2 separate regions of the Oryctolagus cuniculus genome follow, and region 2 is linked to region 1. The links are chromatin contacts, called in public Micro-C maps. All regions are on one chromosome and are shown on one strand. The core of a region is the stretch at or near the end of the contact, and the rest is flanking DNA. Distances in the headings are between cores, read along the strand shown. Region 1 holds the start of COX7C (cytochrome c oxidase subunit 7C). Region 2 holds the start of CCNH (cyclin H).

Evidence for each region. A called contact is a pair of places that touch in the nucleus more often than the background predicts.
Region 2: a contact with region 1 is called in a Micro-C map of ear pinna, with 9 times the contacts expected there. The contact joins the promoter of CCNH here to the promoter of COX7C in region 1. A contact is called at or near these places in 2 of 6 Hi-C or Micro-C datasets (ear pinna and an unstated tissue).

What each region holds. Positions count from the first base shown.
Region 1 is chr14:9,551,114-9,555,387 of mOryCun1.1, forward strand. COX7C (cytochrome c oxidase subunit 7C) reads left to right here and starts at 2,455. Exons shown (of 3, transcript XM_017344576.3): 1 at 2,455-2,717; 2 at 3,527-3,670. The coding sequence starts at 2,643. The coding sequence ends at 3,643.
Region 2 is chr14:10,327,459-10,331,732 of mOryCun1.1, forward strand. It overlaps CCNH (cyclin H), which reads right to left and starts at 2,129. Exons shown (of 9, transcript XM_002713905.5): 1 at 1,922-2,129; 2 at 602-724. The coding sequence starts at 2,038.

The sequences.
Region 1 (4,274 bases), core at 1,205-3,704:
ACCCCAGTTACTTCCAGTCTCATTCCATTTTAGCTCACCACTCACAGGAAATATCAAATCTGCAAAATGCATTTCTGAAATCTCATTCTCTGGAATACCTTCAGCAAATGGAACCACTCTACTTCCTATACTTCCAGTGCACAACCCATCTTCATGACAGCTAGAGAACTATCAGAAAAGAAGGGCTCAAGAGAAAGATGTGCATTAAGTCAAGATAAATATTTTAAGTGACACAACCAAGTTCTCATCTACAGATCAGTGATGAGAAACTGTGTTCTTATGGCAGCTAGAAGACAGTGGATTTCCTTAAATGAAGCAGTTGTATTACTTCTAGATGTCTATTGCTGCATAGCAACTTACCCCAAACTTAATTACTCAAAATAATGATCATTGTATTATACCCATGAATCTGCAGATCAACATTTAGGGCAGGGCTCAACTGGGCAACTGTGCTCTATTCCATATTGACTGGGATCATATTCAGTGATATTAGCTGGTGGCTGGGCTGGGCTGAAAGGCCCAAGATGGCTTCACTCCCGTGCCTGCCACCCAAGTCAGCCATCTTCCTTGGGTAGGTTCTTGGAGATTCTCTAGGAGGCAGAGAAAACAAACTGCCTACACGAGGCTCAGGAGTCCCAGGCCAACGTGTTTCATGCGGCAGGAGAAGCCACCAATATCCTTAGGCCTGGGACACCGGCACTTCTTCTATATTCTTTTGGCAAAAATAGTCACAGGGGAACCATCCACATTTAGAAAGAGAAGATATAGATGCTATCTCTTGATAGAAAGAATTTGAAGCCATATTTAATTTTCCACAGAGCCCATGAGGAAGCAGACAATTCTGAAGCCATATGGTAGAATCTCTGGCCTGCAGATTCCTAACAGCTCAAAACCAGATACACAGAACAGATTCAACTAATATGAATGAGAATCATCAGTGAGCCCTATCTACAGATAGTATTAGTTAGATTGAAAAGTAGAAGTGAGACATAACATAAAGCTTTCCAAATACAGTTAAAGCATTCTTTTAATATGCAAAGACATTAAATGGAATTGTTAAAAAATAAAATGCATATATTCTGTATATATTAGGGCAAAGACACCATCTTTAGTACAGGATATACCTCACCATTCACTTAGAAGCTAATCAGAACACTAATCTTTAAAGGTTTTCTGAAGAAGAGGGCATGATTTTTCTCTTTCAAAAACTAGAAAAAGATTTTAAAAGCATACATTGTGTAACCAGTTCTCAAAACAAATCCTAACTTTCATTATTTAATTTTTTTGTTTTATTTCACTTGTTCTTTTAAAAAATATTTATTTATTTATTTAGAAACAGCTCCTTTTTGCTGGGTCACTTTCTCAAATGCCTGCAACAGCCAGGCCTGGGTCAGGTGGAAGCCAGGAGCCAAGTAGGCAAGGACACAAGTCCTTGAGCCATAGTCTGCTGCTTCCCAGGGAGTACATTATTCGGAAGCTGGGATCAAAAGCAGATTCCGGATTCCAGGCACTCAGATGCAGCCCTCAGTCTTAACCTCTGCACTAAATACGCTTAAATCTCACTTGTTCATTACTCCGTATAAATGAGCAAGTATGTACTGAGGCACTACACTCGCTCCCAGATGAATAACACTGTTTAGGTTAGCTGGACCCCTCACAGTCTAATCAAACACCACTTTCCCAGGCTTATTTATCACTGGTTTCCTCGCAGTCCCCTGGAGTGAACAGCCACAAGGAACAGACATATAATTACATAAGTTGGGTTCATTGTGTGTTGTACCAAGGAAGGCCACAGACCACCAGGAACGAGGGGCCCCCGCGGCCCTCGGTCAATGTTGGGAAGGCCCGGGCTTGTTTTCCCATGACTTCTGACCATCTTATTAAATCTCGCGGGGAGGCAGAAAGGCCTGCCCAGGGGCTGTAACTGGTCAGAAGCGTAAGTGCCGCATCACACATGCTGTTTATCTCTGTGGCTTGTGCAGTGTCTGCGCTCAGGACCCTGCAGGCATCAGCTCTCCTGGTCTACGGCGGCGGGGCTGGCGCTCTGTGACTGCCCCGGAGGCCCGGCCCCGGCCATCCGAGGCCGACTCTGAGCGGGAACGCGTCCCGGCCTCTGCCACATTCACTCCCCTGTGTCTGCGGGAGCGCTCCGGCTCGGGTTTTCTCCCAGGTCCCTGGCGTTTGCACTGCTCCTCCTCTCCCAGCTGGGACAGAACAGAGCAAAATCACAAACGGTGTTGGCTGGGAGGATGGGTTTATTTTCCTGTTCCATAAACTGCTGCCCTTGACTCAATGAAATCGTTTCGGGAAACAGACCCCAACAATCCTAAACCTGAGGTCAAGGAAAGAACCGAGTTCTTAAGGAACCACCGCCGCAAGACCCAGGGGTCCGTTCTTCCGGGTGAACGGCGCGAGACTTCATTTCCCACAATCCTGCCTCTGTGCTCTGAACTACAACTCCCACAATCCTCGGAGCCCGCCACTTGGTCGCGTTTCCGGATGTCTCTGCGACGTTCGCTTCCCATGCTCCTTTTCGGCCCTTACACAGGGGAACAAGGTCGTGCAAGGAGCGAGGTTTCGTGTGGTTCCGCCATTTCTCCTTCTGCGGTCTCTGTGCCTCGCGCAGAGCTTCCAGCCGCGCCATGTTGGGACAGAGCATCCGGAGGTTCACAACCTCCGTGGTCCGTAGGAGCCACTATGAGGAGGGCCCAGGGAAGGTTAGTGTGAAAGGGTCCCAGGTGGGCTAGGGGAGGGGGCTCTTGGGCACGAGCTGCGTGGAGAGAGAGGGCAGGCCGGAAACTCAGAGAAGTAGGCTAGCGTTCCGCTTCTCCCAGGTCGACCCCCAGCGACCGCGGCAGTAGCCCCGGGAGGACGTGGGCAGGTGCAGCCGGCAGCCCTACCTGGCCCCGTGGGCCGCTGCCCCGGCCGAGGTCGGCTTGGCCCGGGAGGCCGCCCGCGGCCGCCCGTGTTTGGGACTCGGGCCGAGCTGGAGGTCATCGGACTCTGAGTGAAGGTCATTGGGAACGGATGAGGAGGAGAGGGCCTGTGCTTGCGGATCCAGCCTTCTCCAACCAGTTGTCTTGAGTTAGGAGATCTGGCTGCCCTCAGGTGCAGCTGGGGTAACCTCAGGTCCAGGTCATTGAAATGGCGGCGTCCGCAGCAACACCCTTGGGGAATCCGCGAGGCCTGCTTGGGAAGTGCAGGATTTAGGGCGCGTGGCTGCTTGGTTATGCCAAAGTCAGAAGGTAATGCTGTCTACAGGGCCGTCTGTCTCCTGGGTGGAGAGTTGCCATCTTACATCTGAGTTCTTAACACGACTACCTGGTGCTGGCTGGAGTCAGATACTTCTTAGCTGGTAGTGAGGGTCAAAGGATTAGGAGGGTAATGTCTAAGAGGATGAGGGACGTGACCTATGTGACCTGAACGTGTGACGGACATCTCCAGCGTTCCCTGCGGACATGACTTTGGATCTGCAAAATGAAACTCTGACTTTCTCGTTTCGTTTCCTGTTCTTTTATTCCAACAGAATTTGCCATTTTCAGTGGAAAACAAGTGGAGGTTGCTAGCTATGATGACCTTGTATCTTGGATCTGGATTTGCTGCCCCGTTCTTCATAGTACGGCACCAGCTGCTTAAGAAATAAGGATGTTTTAGGTCATCCGTTTAACAGGTAATCCGTGGTTTTTCTGATCTCCCTAGAGCTTTTTTTCTAAGTCCACTAAAGCACTGAAATGCTTTCAGTTTTATACTGTACCACACCACACCGATTCCTGGAGTTACGAATTGATAAACCTATAACCAAATATTTCCTTGACCAAAGCGGCTAGTCTTTATTGAGTACCACTGATTGTCAGGCCCATTATACTTTGCTAATCCATAAAGATGTTAAGTTGCCCAACTTCTGATAACTAGTGTTGGTGGACAGGATTCTTGCCCAAGCAGTCTTGTTCTAGAGTGGCTTGTAAACAGGTAAACTGATTAATATTGTTCTGTCTTGAGAAGTTTTACTAAAAGTAACAGTGGCTTAGAACACTTCTGTTGAGACTGTAAAGTGTTCAGTTCTGCTGTTCTCGTCCAGTGTTTTTTTTTTTGTTTTTTTTGTTTTTAAGATTTTATTTATTTGAAAGAGTAACACAGAGAGTTGGAGAGAGAGATCTTCTATCTGCTGGTTCACTCCCCAATTGGCCACAGCAGCCGGAGCTGTGCCAGTCTGAAACCAGGAACCAGAAGCTTCCTCATGGGTCTTCCCATGTGGGTGCAGGCCATCCTCTACT
Region 2 (4,274 bases), core at 879-3,378, 780 kb after region 1:
CGAAAAGCAGTGGAGGATGATCCAAGTGGGTCCCGATTACCCATGTGCAAGACTTGTATGAAGCTTCTGGCTTTGGCCTGGTCCAACCTAGGCCACTGGGGCCATCTGGGGAGTGAAGCAGCGGATGGACATCTCTGCCTGTCTCTCCAAGTCTGCCTTTCCAACAAATAAATCTTAAAAACCAATCTGTGGCATGAATTTCAGCTGCAGCATATGATTACAACTGATAAATGAACACAGTATTTCAAACAGGTACCTTTGAAAAAGCACTGGTCTGCGTTCTGGTTCCAGTTCTACTGTTCACTAGTGAACAACTGGAAAGCAATTTGATTTTTTATTCTTCTATTGAATGAGCTGTCACTGCCTGTCTACTAGACCTCTAGGCTCTTTTGACTATGAAATGTGACTAAGAAATACTTTGCAAGACACAATACAGTAATTCATAATTTTTGGCCTTTATTGAAAAATATACAGCAAAAACTGAACAATTAAAACCAAGGTAAATTTTTGAGCAGTCAACAGAAAATTTATTAGATTTCAAAGAGGTCAGATTTCATAAGTCACTAAAAGGACATTAAACTCCAAAGCCACCATAACTTACCACAACAGACCTTGGCATTGTTGGCTTAAACACGGAACAGAATTCCAGTAATCTTTTCTCATAGTATTTGCAGAGTGTCATTTCTTCGTGAGGCTCAAGAAACACTGGATCATTTGGAAGAACCTTTTGATCAAAAATCAGAGCACAGGTTCAGTGAATTAAATACCGTCAAAGCCTTCTCTTACTACATTTAGCTTTCCTCTCGAACAAACACAAATACACCACGCCTCATTTTCTCTTTAGACTCGCTCATCATAAACAAAACAGCTTCAGGAAAACATGTCAGAGTGTATGTGGTCATTTCAATGCCTCAGACTGTCAGCTGAACTTCATGAAGCCAAGTCCGTGCATACGTATGCTAACAGATCTGATGCCATCGATTATAAATCGAAAAGCACACGGTCTTCCAGTGGTTGGCAAACTTCCAGCATCTCTCTGTCCGTCAACCATCATGTCACACAGCTGCGACAGGAAACAGTAAGCACCTTCACTACTTCTGCTGTTGTAAGCTACCCAGTCCTGGGCACTTTATTTTAAAAGTAGCGCTCGATCGTTAGCACAGGTGCAACACAGTGATAGCAAACACACGTGAGTTAGAGCAGCTCAGTACCAACAGGTCTGGCGCATGGGACCCTTGCTGGAGTGAGGCGTGTGCTGGGTGGGTGGGGGGTGGGGTAGGGGTGGAGCTGACGGATTAAAGCCGGCGGGGACCCCTAACGGAAGGGATGTGGCTATGGGGCCGTGGGCAGTCTTCAACTGGCTGGGCTCAGGGTCTCCTCTCTGCCTCGCCTGACGCGCTCCCCTCCAGGCTGCCTGAGATCGCCTTCCAGAACCAAGATCCCAGAAAGTTAATTTCCCGCTGGAATTTCTGCAAGGTTTCCCGCCTTTTCAGTACAGATTCCAAGTCCCTCGCCTGCCCTCCCCAGCCCCTGCGACCACCCCTCCCCCCCTCCGCAGCAGCAGCCACACACCTCGCACCGCCCGGCAACTTCTCGCCGCCCACTTTTCACCCGCGCGATCTCCCGCACCCTGCACCCGGGGGAAAAGCCTTCCCCGCCATCCCCTCGGGGCGAGTGGAAGGCGCCCGCCCGCGCGCTCTCAGCGTGCTACGAGCACTAGTTACTCGTCTGCCTCCCGACGCGGGGACTGCGCTGGCTCGACTCGGACCCCGGCAAGGCGCCCGCCCACTTGTCCAACACCCGCACGCACACCCGCGCCGCCGAGGCAGAGGCCGCGGGGGGCGCCCGGGGAGCTCCCGCCGCCGACCAGGCTGAGAGCCGCGCACCGCACCGGCCCCTCGCCCCTCGAGGGGAATCTCACCTTCCCGTTCGCCACCGCTTTGCATTTGAATTTGCGGTTGGCGTCGGCCCGCAGTCGGCCCAGCTGCTCCTCACTGGCGAAAGTCCAGTGCCTTTTCTGGCTGCTGTTGTGGTACATGGCGAAGTCCGAGCCCGAGCGCGGCGGGATCGCGGAAGCCGAGAGTGCGCCAGGCCGGCGGCGCGCGCGCTGACGTCACGATCACGTGCCGAGCCCTGCGCGGAGCAACCTGGGAGGGCGGGATGCGGCGCGGCTCCTGCGACGCACGTGGGCGGGGCCGCGGGCTTTCCCGCCCCCTCGGGTCAGGGAGCTGGGGACTGCGCGTTGGCCCTTGTAGCCGGTGCTTAAGGAAGCCTGGTCCGAGGGCACCCGAAGGGGACGAGGCGTGAGGGGAGGAGTAGGCTGAGGGAGATTCCCGAGGGAGGGTGACCGTGTTGAAGGGGAAGGTGTTTGAGGAGAGGCGGGGCACCGCCGAGGGAGCCGCGAAGTCGGCAGCCATCTTGCGTCCTTGAGGCCTGCAGCGGAGGCGTTCGTGGGTGTTTGGCGGGAGAGCCGAGGACACCAGTGTCCTGGGAGCCCTGTCACCATCCGAGAGCAGAACAGGGCTGGCCGACCGGAGCAGTGCACGTGGGACGCTGCCGTCTTGCCACTAGTGGGGCCTCGTCTGTCCGCCTCCCCTGCCTTCCTGTGGGTAACGCTTGCGCCCGCTTCCAGTTCCTCTCGGGAGCCGGGAGTCCTGGTGGTTGCGGGGTTCTCCTGAGATTCTCATCTTCGTAAAGGACTCTGGGGAGTCTTAACGATAACTACCGTCACAGAGGTTTACAGCTTCCAAAATTGCACTTGAGGTACAAAATCCGTATTAGTTAAGTCTTTGCCAGTTCTGTTTGTCGCATTTAAGGAAACCTAGTTCTGTGTATCAAAGCCCCCAGGAAAATTTCATCCAAAAATCAGATGATGATGACGAGACACGGAGTTTAGGTCTTGAAACGTCCACAGGGGTGAAAGCAGGTGGAAGATGACTTTACTCTGCTTTCTATGAAAATGTCTTACAAATTTAAGAAAGGGGGAGCCCCCCCCCTTTTTGGTGCAGTTGTGGTTTGCTACGGTTTTAGAATTCCTTAAATTTTATCATTTGTGGTTGATCATTTTGGAGATCCGTGCCATCGAACATGTGTCCGTAGTCTAGACCAGTGCATTGCTAAAAAGTAGGGAAGAGGGAAGAAGACGTGATGATGCTGAAGAGGACATGGCGGTCTGAGTCCAATGCACTATGGACAACTAAGAGCTGGTGGAGATGGAGAAAGAAGAACTTACAAGGAAGAAAGAAAAAGGTACAAAAGGCAGGCAGGGAGAGAAGTAATCCAGATAAGTAGAGTATGTGTGTGCAATCTTGGGTTTGTGGCAGTTCTGTGCATCATTTCAGTGGCTTTTGTTCTTCTGTGAGCTATTTGACAACTCCTTCGTTTTAAATAGAAGCAGCTACAAACGGGCATTTGGCAGAGTTGGCAGACTATGATTTCCACAGGGATCTAAGTCAAATTGTTGAGTGTCATGGTTCATTTAGGAAGATAAATATGAAAAACCTGGTGTTCCTGGTCTATTTTTTAAACCTTAAACAAATCGTAGTCTAAGAAAATTAACTGTCTTTTTCAGGTATAGTAGGAATTGGGCTGTATCCAAGCATCTGTGGAATAAAGTTGGTGATAGGCTAATGTTAAGGCTTGTGTACAATTCTTAATAAAGTGAGCAGGCTGGATGCGGCATTAGTCACTTAGCCTGAGTGATATTTTTTTACTATTCACTCCATTGAGCACCAGTTTATTTCTTTTCTACTTCTCTAATTGAAGGCAGAGTGGGGACTTAGAACTTGGTGCCTTTACCTATTTGCATTCTGAGTTCCAACTAAAAAGTAGTATTACTCTGAATTATTGCAGCAGGGCTGGAGCTTGAAATACGATCCAGGTCTCCCACATCGGTAGCTGCAATCCAATTACTTGAGCCATCATACTACCTCCCAGGATATGCACTGGTGGGAAGCTGTCAGGAGACAGATTTAGGAATTAAACCCAACATTTTTATATAGGATGCAGGAATGCAGACATTCCAGTTGTCAGGGAAAACACCCATTCCCTATCCCAATATTTTCAAAGTACAATTTCCATGCTTCTAAATGAGACTCTAAATGAGATTTGAATTAGCAGGAAGATTTGCACAGGGTTTTTAATGTCAAGTTGAGTCATGTGTGTAATGAGTAAAAAATTTTAAGAGTAAAATGATTAGAGTTGCATCACTTTATTCTGGAAATTATTTGACTGTCTTGATAAAGAGTCCTTTACAAAATCCTCATTAAAAGAAA